Linked DNA regions of Zea mays: region 1 is linked to region 2. Evidence: chromatin contacts called from public Hi-C data. All regions are on one chromosome and are shown on one strand. Each heading gives the region's core, a stretch centred on a gene start, on an enhancer-like site or on the middle of the called end of the contact. The rest is flanking DNA. Distances are from core to core; before and after follow the strand shown.

Region 1 (5,474 bases), core at 909-3,408, 220 kb after region 2:
GTGGAAAGAGATGCGATGACGGCGGTCATGGTCGAAGAGCAGGAGAGGCCCGAGAAGAAAGGAGGCGGAGGCGGCTTCTTCTCGTTCTTCGGCGGCAGGTGATGAGTCAAGTCAGTCTTTAGGCTGTAGATGGTGTACAGGCTCGGAGTTTATGAATGCTTTCTAGGCTAGTGCCCGATTCATTCTGTCGTTATTGTGTTGATGAGACTTGATACTACTAGTCGCTTGCATTGGACCTGAACTACAAGTTGTACTAGGCGGCTGATCCACATCCGAATACACTCCTTGATTGAGCTGCTAGTTGGTGGCCGGGATGTCGTATGCGCACTGCTGCACTGTGACCTGGTCGATGGGCAGCGTGTCGGTCGGGAACGGGCATGCGCCGTCGTGCGCGCCCTGTAGCGGGTCGCACGGCGCGGGGCTGACGTTGGCCGACACTCCCTCGATGTCGGCGCAGTTCCATGGGTACTTCCTGGACTTGGACAGGTCGGCGGTGACGTTGGCGACGCAGATGCCCCGGAACGGTGCGCCCTGGATGCCCTGGAGGCGCGCCGCCTCCTTGTAGACCCCCGTGGCCACCACGTCCTGGTAGCTGATGTTGGCGACAACGGGGACGGCGTTGGGGTCGTACTTGTCGTCCGGGTGGGACTTGTAGTCGCCCGTCATCCAGAACACCCGCTTCATGGTGGTGAGCGTCATCCGGCGCGCGAACACGTCCCTGACGTAGGCGCCGCGGCCGACGGCGGTCTTGATGCGCACGGCGGACTCGGTGTTGATCGCCGTGATGTCCTCGGCGCGCACGTCCTGGATGCCGCCCGACATCTCGCTGCCCAGCGCGATGACGGCGCTGGTCGGGGACACGCACGTGAGGCGGCGGATGACGATGTGCTGGCTGGGCATCCCGTACGAGATGCCGTACTCGTCCCAGCCGCTCTTGATGGCCACGCAGTCGTCGCCCGACACGATGTAGCAGTCCTCGATGCGGACGTGAGAGCAGGAGTCTGGGTTGATGCCGTCGGTGTTGGGCGAGTTGGTCGGCGCCAGGATGGTGATGCCTTGCACCACGATGTTGCTGCTGTAGACTGGGTGGATGTTCCACGCCGGCGAGTTGAGCAGCGTCAGGTTGGAGATGTAGATGGTGTCCGAGTGCATCAGCTCGATGAGGTAGCCGCGCGTGTACTTGAGCTGGTTCTTGTGGAACTTGGACCACCACATGGCGCCCTGCCCATCGATCGTCCCGTTGCTGCCAGTGATGACTACGTCGGTCAGGTTCGATCCGCCGATGAGGCTAGCGAACCTCCCTCCGACCTTGTCCCTCCCTCTTCCGTAAGAAGGCAGGGGATCCACGATTGGCCACTCGCCTACGTCCTGGGAGCCGAGGATGACGGCGTCTTGGTGGAGGTAGAGGGTGAAGTGGCTGGTCAGGTTGAAGGGGCCCGTCAGCCACTTGCCCGCGGGCACGTACAGCATGCCACCGCCGCCGCCCTCGCCCGAGTACTGCGACAGGTGGTCCACCGCGGACCGGAACGCCGCGGTGTTGGAAGTGGTGCCGTCGCCCACGCCGCCGAAGTCCGCCACCGACGCCGTGTGCGCCCGGCAGGCCGGCGCCAGGTACATGCTCTGCCCGCTGCCGCGCGCCGGGGAGGCCCCGTGGCGCCGCCCGGACACCGCCGCCGCCGCGGCGAGGGCCAGGAGGCACAGGGACCGCAGAATCTGTTCCAGGAAACAGGAGTGTGCTTCAGATCAACAACTGGCTGCTACCACATACATGACCTGATCGATCTGGTTCGGTGGACTGGGGAAAAAAATTCTGATCTTGAATTGAAAAAAAAAACATTCTGGTTTGTGAGGCAAAAAGACGGCACTTTTCTTTTCAGCACCTCCATGCGCACATAATGACCGGAAAGGCGTGAAACTTTCAGCTGGGAGCTAGATGAGATCTGTCAGGACAAGAGGAGTACTGAAGAGCAGAACCGCGCAGCTAGCGCAGGAGGAAGAAGGAACACGCACGCGGCCGCCACGAACGAACGCGGTGAGAGTTTCGGGGCAGTGAGTTACGTTACGTACCTGGAGGAGCGGGGCCGCGTTGAGGCCGAGCGTTCGCGGCGCCATTGCTGCTCAGCCTGGACCTGGAGTGACTCGTGACTCGTGAGGCACGGGATGATGGAGTGGAGTGGATTGGATGGTAGCGGCACGGCAGCCAATTTATAGGAGTCCTTGCCGCACTGTTCAGCACTAGCTCCTTCATTAATTAATGCAGTACCAGTGGTAAAGCATGTATCTTTTACTGACTAGCTCTTTCGGTTGCCTGATCGCTTTTCACCGGTCCGGCGTACTTATGCATGTCATTTGCAGCTACAGAAGAATTATGTACGCTCTTAATAACTTTCGCTTAATTACTTGTTTGTGAAAAAGGTTAATTGCTTGTACTTTATATCGGCTTAGTGAAGGCTCCTATGTAAAAACTTTAGTTTCAGTTAGCTGGTGCACGCGAATTAGTAGTCAATACTCGGTAGTATACATATTATTTGGTGAAGTGCTGTTGGTGCTTCGTCGGCTGGTGCATTGCATTGGCATTGTGTGAAGTACCAGTGAGGTGACCACATGGAGGTAAATGGAAGCCAATCAAGTTTTGCTGCTAAGAATTAAAATTATGCACTTAGCTTCAATCGAGATAAAGAAATTGCTCAAACCAAAAGCGCGTCAGCCAACCGGTGATCTTATTATTTCAAAATATTCTTAAGATTAACACAAGGCCAACAAAACGAACATATCGTGTATCTGGCACAGAAAAGTCCGAATCTGCCCAAAATCGTATCGCTATCTATTGCCGTTTTCAGCAGCTCCAAATTCATTTTTCGAATGTGAAACTGAACCAAACAGACTCCGCTTAAGCTGAAATTCTACACACACCTTAACAAATGAGTTTCCAAGGTCTCCACAAATTTTGAATTCAAATGAATTTTTAAATCAATCGCAGATCAGAAAATACAAACATACTTAGGGTTTTGTTGGGGTTTTGCCTTTGAAATCAATCCACAACCAAAAAACTGTGCAACCAGAGTTTCTTAGTGGTATAAGGTCTGAATCAAACCCAGAGAAAAACTTCAAAACAATCTCCAACTCAAGAACTCGAAGGTTATTCCACAATCCAAAGAGAAAATGAAAGAGAAGAGAGCAAGAACAAAATCAAATCAAAACTGCAGCAAAAACAAAATAGAGCACATGATTCAACAAATCCTATGGATGGATCTGGCCACCTTTCCTTTGAACGACGAGGTGAAGATTACAAAGACACACATGTAGAGTCAAATCATCTGCGGATCTCAGGCTAAACTACTGCGAAAACTAGAGAATGAAATTAGGGTTTTCTAAATATAAATGAGCTAGCCAAAAGAGAGATAGACAAAGAGATGGTTGTTTACAACAACCCACCTATCTATTTGTAGAGGGTTATTTCACTAGTCTAAACTACCATAGATACATAGAGCCTTTCCACTTAGCTGGGGACGAAATGGACTAACTCCTGGAATTTTGATCTGACGGCCATGCGCTACACACGAATTTGGTTCGCCTCGACGCACTCTTGTCAAGATATCTTCTGAGGAGACGAAGGTACAAGATGTGACGAAGTAGGCTATGAGCCCTTCTTTGTCTTCTGCTGCTGAGGTCTCGGAGATTTTGAAGGTAATGACTGAACCTTTCCCATTTGCACTGCTTAGTCCTCTAAGGTTGGATCTGACTGGCCTCTTGCAGTCAAGGGAAACTGCTTCGGCTGGCGAGTGGAATAATGGGGGTCAAAAGAAATGGCGTATGTGAACATAATGGAAGCTATTGAACGGACCCCACCCTCAGCTTCGGCAGGCAAAGTTGCTATACCCACCGATGCCAAAGCTACCGCCACATCCGAAGCCGAGAATCTCGCAACCACCCTGTCAGAAATCGACGGACTCATATCAGATGTGGTTGCAGAGAGAGATGTAGCCGCAATGGCTTCTGATAAGGGGAAGAAAATTGAAGAAACCTCTTTGGAATGTATGAATTTCGACCTACAACACCTGGGCGGCCAACAACTTTCCAAAGAAGACATATCAGAATTAAAAAAATTTGCCATATCCTGCGGCTACCAGCCTAGATCAATGCTCTTTGGCGGGGTTGATGAAGAAATTATGGGATGCATTTGCGATAGCGCCGGAGCTAAAATTATAAGCACTTTGTCTAAAAGCATTGGATTCCTGAAGCTGGATAAGGATATCAGCTGCTATAGACGTCAACACATCATTGACAGCTTATTTTATTCGAACATCAAAGTAAGACTCTTTTGCAAATTACCGTTGGTATCTTCATGTTGATTAGGTATTCTAACTTTTTAGTTCATTTTTCAGAGTTTATTTCTAAGCAAAGCCTTGAAAATGCAACAAGATGACGAAGATAGAAAGAATGAAGTTGTCGTCAAAGGTTTTGAAGATAAAATCAGAAAACTTGAAGATTCTTTGAAAGAAAAAGATGACTTGCTGCATTCAACCAAAGGATTACTTACCAAAGCTCAAGCTCAAAATGAGAAATTAAGCAAAGAGTTGCCAGTCGGTTCAATCGTGAAACCGAAGCTTTAAACATGACAATCAAGGTTGAGGCTGAGAAGAACCTGAAGCTGAGTGAAGCACTCAAAACCCTTAAGAATAAATGTTTTGACTTTGCAACCCGATGCATTGCTTAGTTAAAAAGTATATTCAATTTAGTCGGAGCTGCATCCGAATAAGGCAATCCTTCTGCCGAAGATATCCCCAGAGCGCTTGAATACAATGAGAAAGAAGTTGACGTCCTCGATGAAGTCATAACTGGCAACGATGACTTCTGTGCGCTAGTAGTTTCTCGTGGTACGACTGCTGCTTTCATAAAAGCCAGGTGCAACCATGCAAGGGCTGTTAACAGGCCAAACTTTAGCCTGTCTCCGTCTGACCTTGTTGACATTCCGGCCGAAGCCCGAAGCATAGGTAACCGATTTATTACCTAGATCTGGGCAAAGGGCGACTGAGAACTGGCTGGAGATGAAGCCCGAAATTTGCTTAACAAGGTATAAAAAATCTTTTTACCTTTGTACTTTTATTTTATACTTTATCTTACCACGTTCCGCAATACTTGCCTTTGTCATTCTTCGGGATGATGATACCAAAAGCTAGCAAGCCGAAGCTATGTTTGAAGCATCGGAGGAAACTTTGGAAGTTTTGGTTGCTAATATCTGTAGAAATACTATTTGGAAACTCTTTGTGGAAAGTGATGTATTATTTGATGAAGAATTGTAATTGACTATGAATGAATAGTTGTAAACATTTGTAAATGTTTTGTAATGCTATTTTACCTTTTCTCCGTGCGTTATCTGCTTTACTGTGGACGAAACCAATGCTTGTAGCTTTTTTGAGCCGAAGGCGAAAAACACCTTCCCTTCTTTTCGTTCACATCGAAGCACCTTTTGA
Region 2 (5,931 bases), core at 1,355-3,854:
ACTGTACCAACTCTGATTCCCTGTAAAAGATCCGAAACTCTTATAGCTAGCCTGATTTCCCTCACTACCAGTGGATTGACCTGTAGAAGGCATAAATGTATTTACATGAGGCTCGTGATTTAAAGAGTCCACATTGGCCTGTTGCCCAATCTGATTCCCAGCCTGCTGATTAGAACCATAGGAACTACCTAGCAAGCTCTTGCCCCCCAAAACATCAGCCTGCATGGTATTACCGAACGAATCCGGTTGCCACTGGCTCTGCTGGTTATAGCTACTTGCATAAGAATCCTCAGTGTAATGAGCTACATTATGGCATGTCCCTGCGAACCCATCTGAGGCTGCTGCAGTAGTTGCAACATGTGCAACACTTTGCTGGTATGACTCAAGTGTTTGCCATTGTTGAGTGTTGGTGTCAAAGTACCATCCTGGGTATTCTGCGTAGAACAGCATGTTCGGTGGGTATTCTGGGGGTCCTGTGTTGGTCCCACCCTGGACCCAGCTCATGGCATTGGTGCTGCTCTCTTCCGCAATGGTTTCAAGTGCTGCATGTAAATTGTTTTGCAAGTACGATGCACTAAACTGCTGCTGATGTTGCTGTGTATTGTCACTCCCAACGGCTACAACAGCACCAGTATTATCAGCAACGTAACTCTGTGCACTGTGGGTATCTACCTGATACCACTGCTGTGTCGCCTCATCATACTTCCACCCCGGGTAGAGGCTCTCCAGGTATTTGGGATCAGTGGAGCCCAACTGTGCATTAGTGCTTTGATCCCCGTACCCTGCACTACTTCCACTGGGACCGAAATGAGAGTTAGCATTTTTATCAACTCCGTCAGAGAAGCTGTGTCCAGCACTAATCATGGCAGTGTTATACACTCCTGCAGAGAAGCTGTGATCTGGTGCGCTAACATTTGTAGCACCTACCAAGGATGAGACGTCTTGGCTGACAGGGACGGTGCCCTCAAAGAAGTCATCTTCAGCTCCATCGGGCAGGAGGTCACCAAATAGATCCGCCCCACCAGTGCTGGCACCAAAGTCGTTCCACTGCACTTGCTTGACGGCGGTATGGATGCCTTTCTCTGACCCTGGGGACCCACCCTCTGTCACTGTGGCAGTATCACCAGCATTGGCAGGAATCTCCTGAGCTTCAGGCTTAGTATGCACCGGTACAGATCCATGCTCTTTCTGCTCCTCTTTATGTGATGCCACCGCAGGATAAGCATCGGTCTGAGGAGGGGCCGCCGCAGGCTCAAGCTGAGGCTTTGACTCAGAAGTCGGCTCTGTAAGCTCAAGAGCAGGCTCTGGATGTGAAGTGTTTTGTATGTACGAACCACTAAACTGTTGGTGCTGCTGAACACTACCGCCACTCGCAAGGTCTGCCACAGCACCACCAGTATCACGAGCAGCATAAGTCTGTGTGTTGAGGGTATCTACCTGATACCACTGATGTGTGGCCTCGTCGTACTTCCAGCCAGGGTAGAGGCTCTCTAGATATCTGGGATCAGTGTACTCCACCTGCGCATCAGCGCTCCGATCCCCGTATCCCTCAGCAGTAGCTCTGGAATCGAACTGGGAAGTGGCATTGCTCTCCCCATATCCCACCTCTGTATGCATCGGCTTGGGTTCACACTGTGCCTCCCCCTCTTTCTGTGGTGCCACTGCAGGCTGATTGCCAGCCTCAGTCTCAGGCTGAGAAGCCGTCTGCCTGTGTTCAAGCCCAGTCCCTGCGTGTGAAGTGTTTTGCAGGTAAGAACCACCAAACTTCTGCTGAAGGTCACCATCACTCCTATGGTCTGCCACAGCAGCACCAGTATTCTGAGCAGCATAGCTCTGCGCGCTGAGAGTATCTACCTGATACCACTGCTGCGTAGCGTCATCGTACTTCCAGCCAGGGTAGAGGCTCTCTAGATACCTGGGATCCGTGTACTCCAGCTGCGATTTGGCGCTCTGATGCCCAGACCCCTCCGCAGCTGTGCTGGAATCCAACTGGGAACTGGCATTGCTCTCCGTGTGGCCAGAGACGGTGCGATCCGGCGCGCTGCCATCGCCGGTGCCTGCTGAGAGAGACGACGACAGCGACGGCTCCAGGCCCTGATGATCCTCTGGCACAGCCGCGGCCCCGGAGAAGGGTTCTCCGTCTTCCGGCAGGAGGTCCCCGGCCGGATCTGCCCCGACGGTGGCAGCGAGGTCGGGGGGCGGATGCAGCAGCACGGCCGCAGGATACACCTCCGGCGAGGGCTCACGCTCCGCATCCTCCGTCGGTGCCGCTGCCGCCGCAGCAGCAGCAGCAGGCTGGTCACGAGGCTCGGACTCGCGAGGCGGCGGCGCGTCGGGTTGATCGGTCAGCGATAGCGCAGCGAGCCCCCCCACGGCGGCGGCGGCCGGGGGATCGTCGTCGTCGTCGGAGTTGACTAGCTTGTCGAAGAAGGCTTCGTCGGTCTCGTCGAAATCCGAGGCCATGGAGTAGGAGGAGGAGGGGAATTAGCCCTAGTCCCTAGGGTTTGGTTGCATGAAGGGGGGAGGAAGAAGGTGGATCTGGTCGGGCCGCTCTTGGTTTCGCTTTGGTGGACTTCCGCCGCAGTGGGGAAGGGAGGAGATTGGAGACTGGGAGCAGAGGGAGGAGACGCGTGTGCGATGCGCGCGCTGACGTCACTAATCCGCTAGAGGTGTCTGTAGAGATTTGATTGTTAAATAACCCGATCTAGCACGCTAATACTTATTTAAGAAAATTCATCACTAATCCGCTATTTGAAAATTTTGTGTAAAAAATACAGTGGAAATGATCGAGTTTTCGTCATATCTTTACTCTTATAATGTAAACTAGGTGGGTGCCCGTGCATTGCAATGGAGACATATAATACCATGATAACTTATATATAAATAGGTATGTGTCCGTGTGTTGCCACGAGGTGAGGAGCATGGAGAGCGACGTCTAGGCTACAAATATTGTATGTACCATGTTGTTAGGTTTGTTCTTCAGTCCTCTCTTAGGATTCCAGTAAACGGGACATTAGCAGACAACAACTGGTCAGAAGTCAAATCCATTAATCTTAAATTCTCAATCACATATAGGGTGGTAACGATCTATAAATTTTACACTATAAAATTAAGGATCAGATCGGATCAGAATCATGTTTTATTTTTATTCACTTTTGAACTAAAATTAATTAAAGGATTCAAACAAATTGTGAAAAGACATAATCCATTACCACTCCTAATCACATCTCACGAACCATCACCATTCAAGTGCAGAACGCCAAGATGGCACTTGAGGAGTGATGAGATCACAACACGTGACTCCCCGGGCCCAAAAGCCCAATAAAACCTTCTCATCACAACAAATCCCCAAATTGTCTCTAGGAATTCACCAGCAAGGGAGATTACAAACCAATACTTGGCCACATGAATGAATGCCCTCAAGGCTCTGTCTGATGTAGAGGCCAAGCAAAGCAGATAAAAGTATAAGGCCATGCATTCTAGCTACAGCTAGGAAGCAAGGCACTGACCTGTTAGAATTAGAAAAATATTTAACAGCAATAAGCACAACAAATGCAGGCATCATTTTGCTTTTCAGGTACTACACCACACGGACAGAGGAAAAATAAAAAAGGTTATTATACACATGATTACACCTGCAAACCTCAAATCAATCTATCACTGTTCCCTTAGCACCACAAATCATGATCAAGGATAAGTTCGATCCAAGCATCATTCTAGCTTTTTACGGATCTGCAATGATTTTACACCTCATGCTCATGCTCATGCTGATACACCCAAAAATATAATTCTAAGATATTTCTAAGAAAAAATATGTATGTTTAGGAGAACCAAATGGGGGACTAAGGTTTTCCTGAGTTGTGTGGCTAATGACATGTATAGATGCGGGACCGATCCTTGTTTCAACACGGTTGTCCAAAAGGCAAATGATTAGTTGCGAAACTTCTTAGCTACCCTGCAAAAACAGATCAACCAGTACAGAAACACGTTGTTTTAGGCCAACTATTTTTTTTCTCATCTAGCATGCATGCAGACAATCTATGACCCCAGATATTGTTTGTTCATCAAGGACCATACAACCTGTGTCATTAACGCCAATTGTGTAAAAAAAGCAAGTAGTATTATCGAGAACGAACCACGACTGCTACCTAAGTTCAAGTAGAAAACAAGCACCAGTCATATGCCTATGTATGTAAGTGAAATTAGTAGAACTTCATTTCTACGGATATGTCAAAATCTCTTCCACCTTGACTCTTGAGCTTGAATAGCCCATGCTTCATCTTCTGTGGCGGGCACTGAAATTAGCTGGAGGCTGGAGCATGAGCAAATAGTAGGCAACAATAAGCCAGAAGTTCATTCTTTTCATAAGATCTTTGCTAAAAAATCACTGAATATTTAATCTAAAGGATCCATTTTCATGTTCTTGTAATATGTTGCTCCTAATAGAACATCTGTATATATATCTTTTGAACATTCGCTGCATCTAAGGGCATAGGGTTTACAAATTAAAGGTCTATATTCCAGAATTCAGTCGAGTCATGAAAACGGCGGCATGGCACCGATTGGTCAAAATGAAGAATTCTGAACGGACAACTATAGACCAGCAAGTGAAAAAATGCCTCACAGGCTCACCTGGCACGTCTCTAACAACACCCATGCCAAGCTCGGAATTATCCCCGAGCATGGAGCACAGGAACTACTCTGCCTCTTCAACACTGTCCTTGCGGCCACCAGACCCATCGCCATCGCTCTCCCCGTCCCGACCCTTCCAAGCATTTGGCATGCTTACTACAGAATTAGCCGTGGATCGTGTGTACTCCTTGCCAATCACGTCCGCGACCATGCCCGTAGCGGCCACCGCAACCCACTTGGGCCTCCGACCAGCCTTTCTTCCACCAGATCCACTGTGCGGCGAGAGATCCAGTGGCGGCGGGGGGCTGCGGCGGGTGCATGTCCTGCGTGGAAGACAGGATACTGGCGGCCACAAAAGGGTCCCCTCCGGCCTCGCGGTAGGCGGAGTCGATCTGGTCGAAGGTGGCGCTGGCGAATGTGTCGAGCAGCCAGGCGAGCACTGATGGCGGACCCTAAGCATGGAGCGCGGATGGCGGGCGAGCGATGAGAGCGGGATCTGCGCGGGCGAGCGCTGATGGCGGTGGAGGGGATTATCCTGCTCGCGGTGTGGGTGGCCTGTGAGGTTGGTGGAACCAGGACAGTAGAGATTGGGAGGCGGGGGCATGGACGCGCCAAGCGCCACTCTCCATGCTTAATTAGTAGTAGGGATAAGTAGTATAGATAATCAATTTGTGATTCTGACCATACATAAATTTTGTTATTTATAATCTATCTGTTTCATCACTACATTGCAACCATCAGTATCATGCAGACTTCGATATATGTCACGATTTGCATGGTCTCATTATTGGAGAGCACGTTTCACACATACCGGAAGAAATTTCCTCGTACATCGTTAGTCATCGGACACGTACCACCATACGCTTTTGCTTAAACAAAAAGGTAAGTGTGTGTTTGCAAGACTAATGGTCAAACATCGTATAACCATAAAGTTAGAATACTATATTAATATATTAAATAAATTAATGCAATAGACATAGATTAACCCAATTGACATAGGATAAATAAATATCTAATTATAAAAGTATGAAACATGGTATAATCAATGTTGTTACTGAGTAGTAAATATTCATACGAGACTAACACAACTGGAACGGTTCAATTTGGAATTAAAATGGGGAAGTTACGAATTTCCAAAGTTTCTATGTATTTGATATAGGATTAATTAGGAAATCAATTTTATTGTTGTTTGAACTTATTTGGATTTAATATGAAATTTTCATGAATTAAATGGGTTTCTGCAATTATTTTTAAACTAAAAATCAATTTCTAAACTCATTTTCCATATTTTCTTTATTT

What was found. A called contact is a pair of places that touch in the nucleus more often than the background predicts.
Region 1: a Hi-C map of tassel shows a contact between it and region 2, with 3 times the contacts expected there. The contact joins the promoter of LOC100284797 here to the promoter of LOC100383190 in region 2. A contact is called at or near these places in 9 of 25 Hi-C or Micro-C datasets (bundle sheath, ear, endosperm and 3 more).

Annotation. Positions count from the first base shown.
Region 1 is chr6:65,405,796-65,411,269 of Zm-B73-REFERENCE-NAM-5.0, forward strand. It overlaps LOC100284797 (glycoside hydrolase, family 28), which reads right to left and starts at 2,159. Exons shown (of 2, transcript NM_001157692.1): 1 at 2,068-2,159; 2 at 152-1,713. The coding sequence starts at 2,112. The coding sequence ends at 298. It overlaps LOC100381681 (Site-determining protein), which reads left to right. Exons shown (of 2, transcript NM_001174494.1): 2 at 1-299. The coding sequence ends at 102.
Region 2 is chr6:65,186,218-65,192,148 of Zm-B73-REFERENCE-NAM-5.0, forward strand. LOC100383190 reads right to left here and starts at 2,605. Exons shown (of 13, transcript NM_001361953.1): 1 at 1-2,605. The coding sequence starts at 2,463.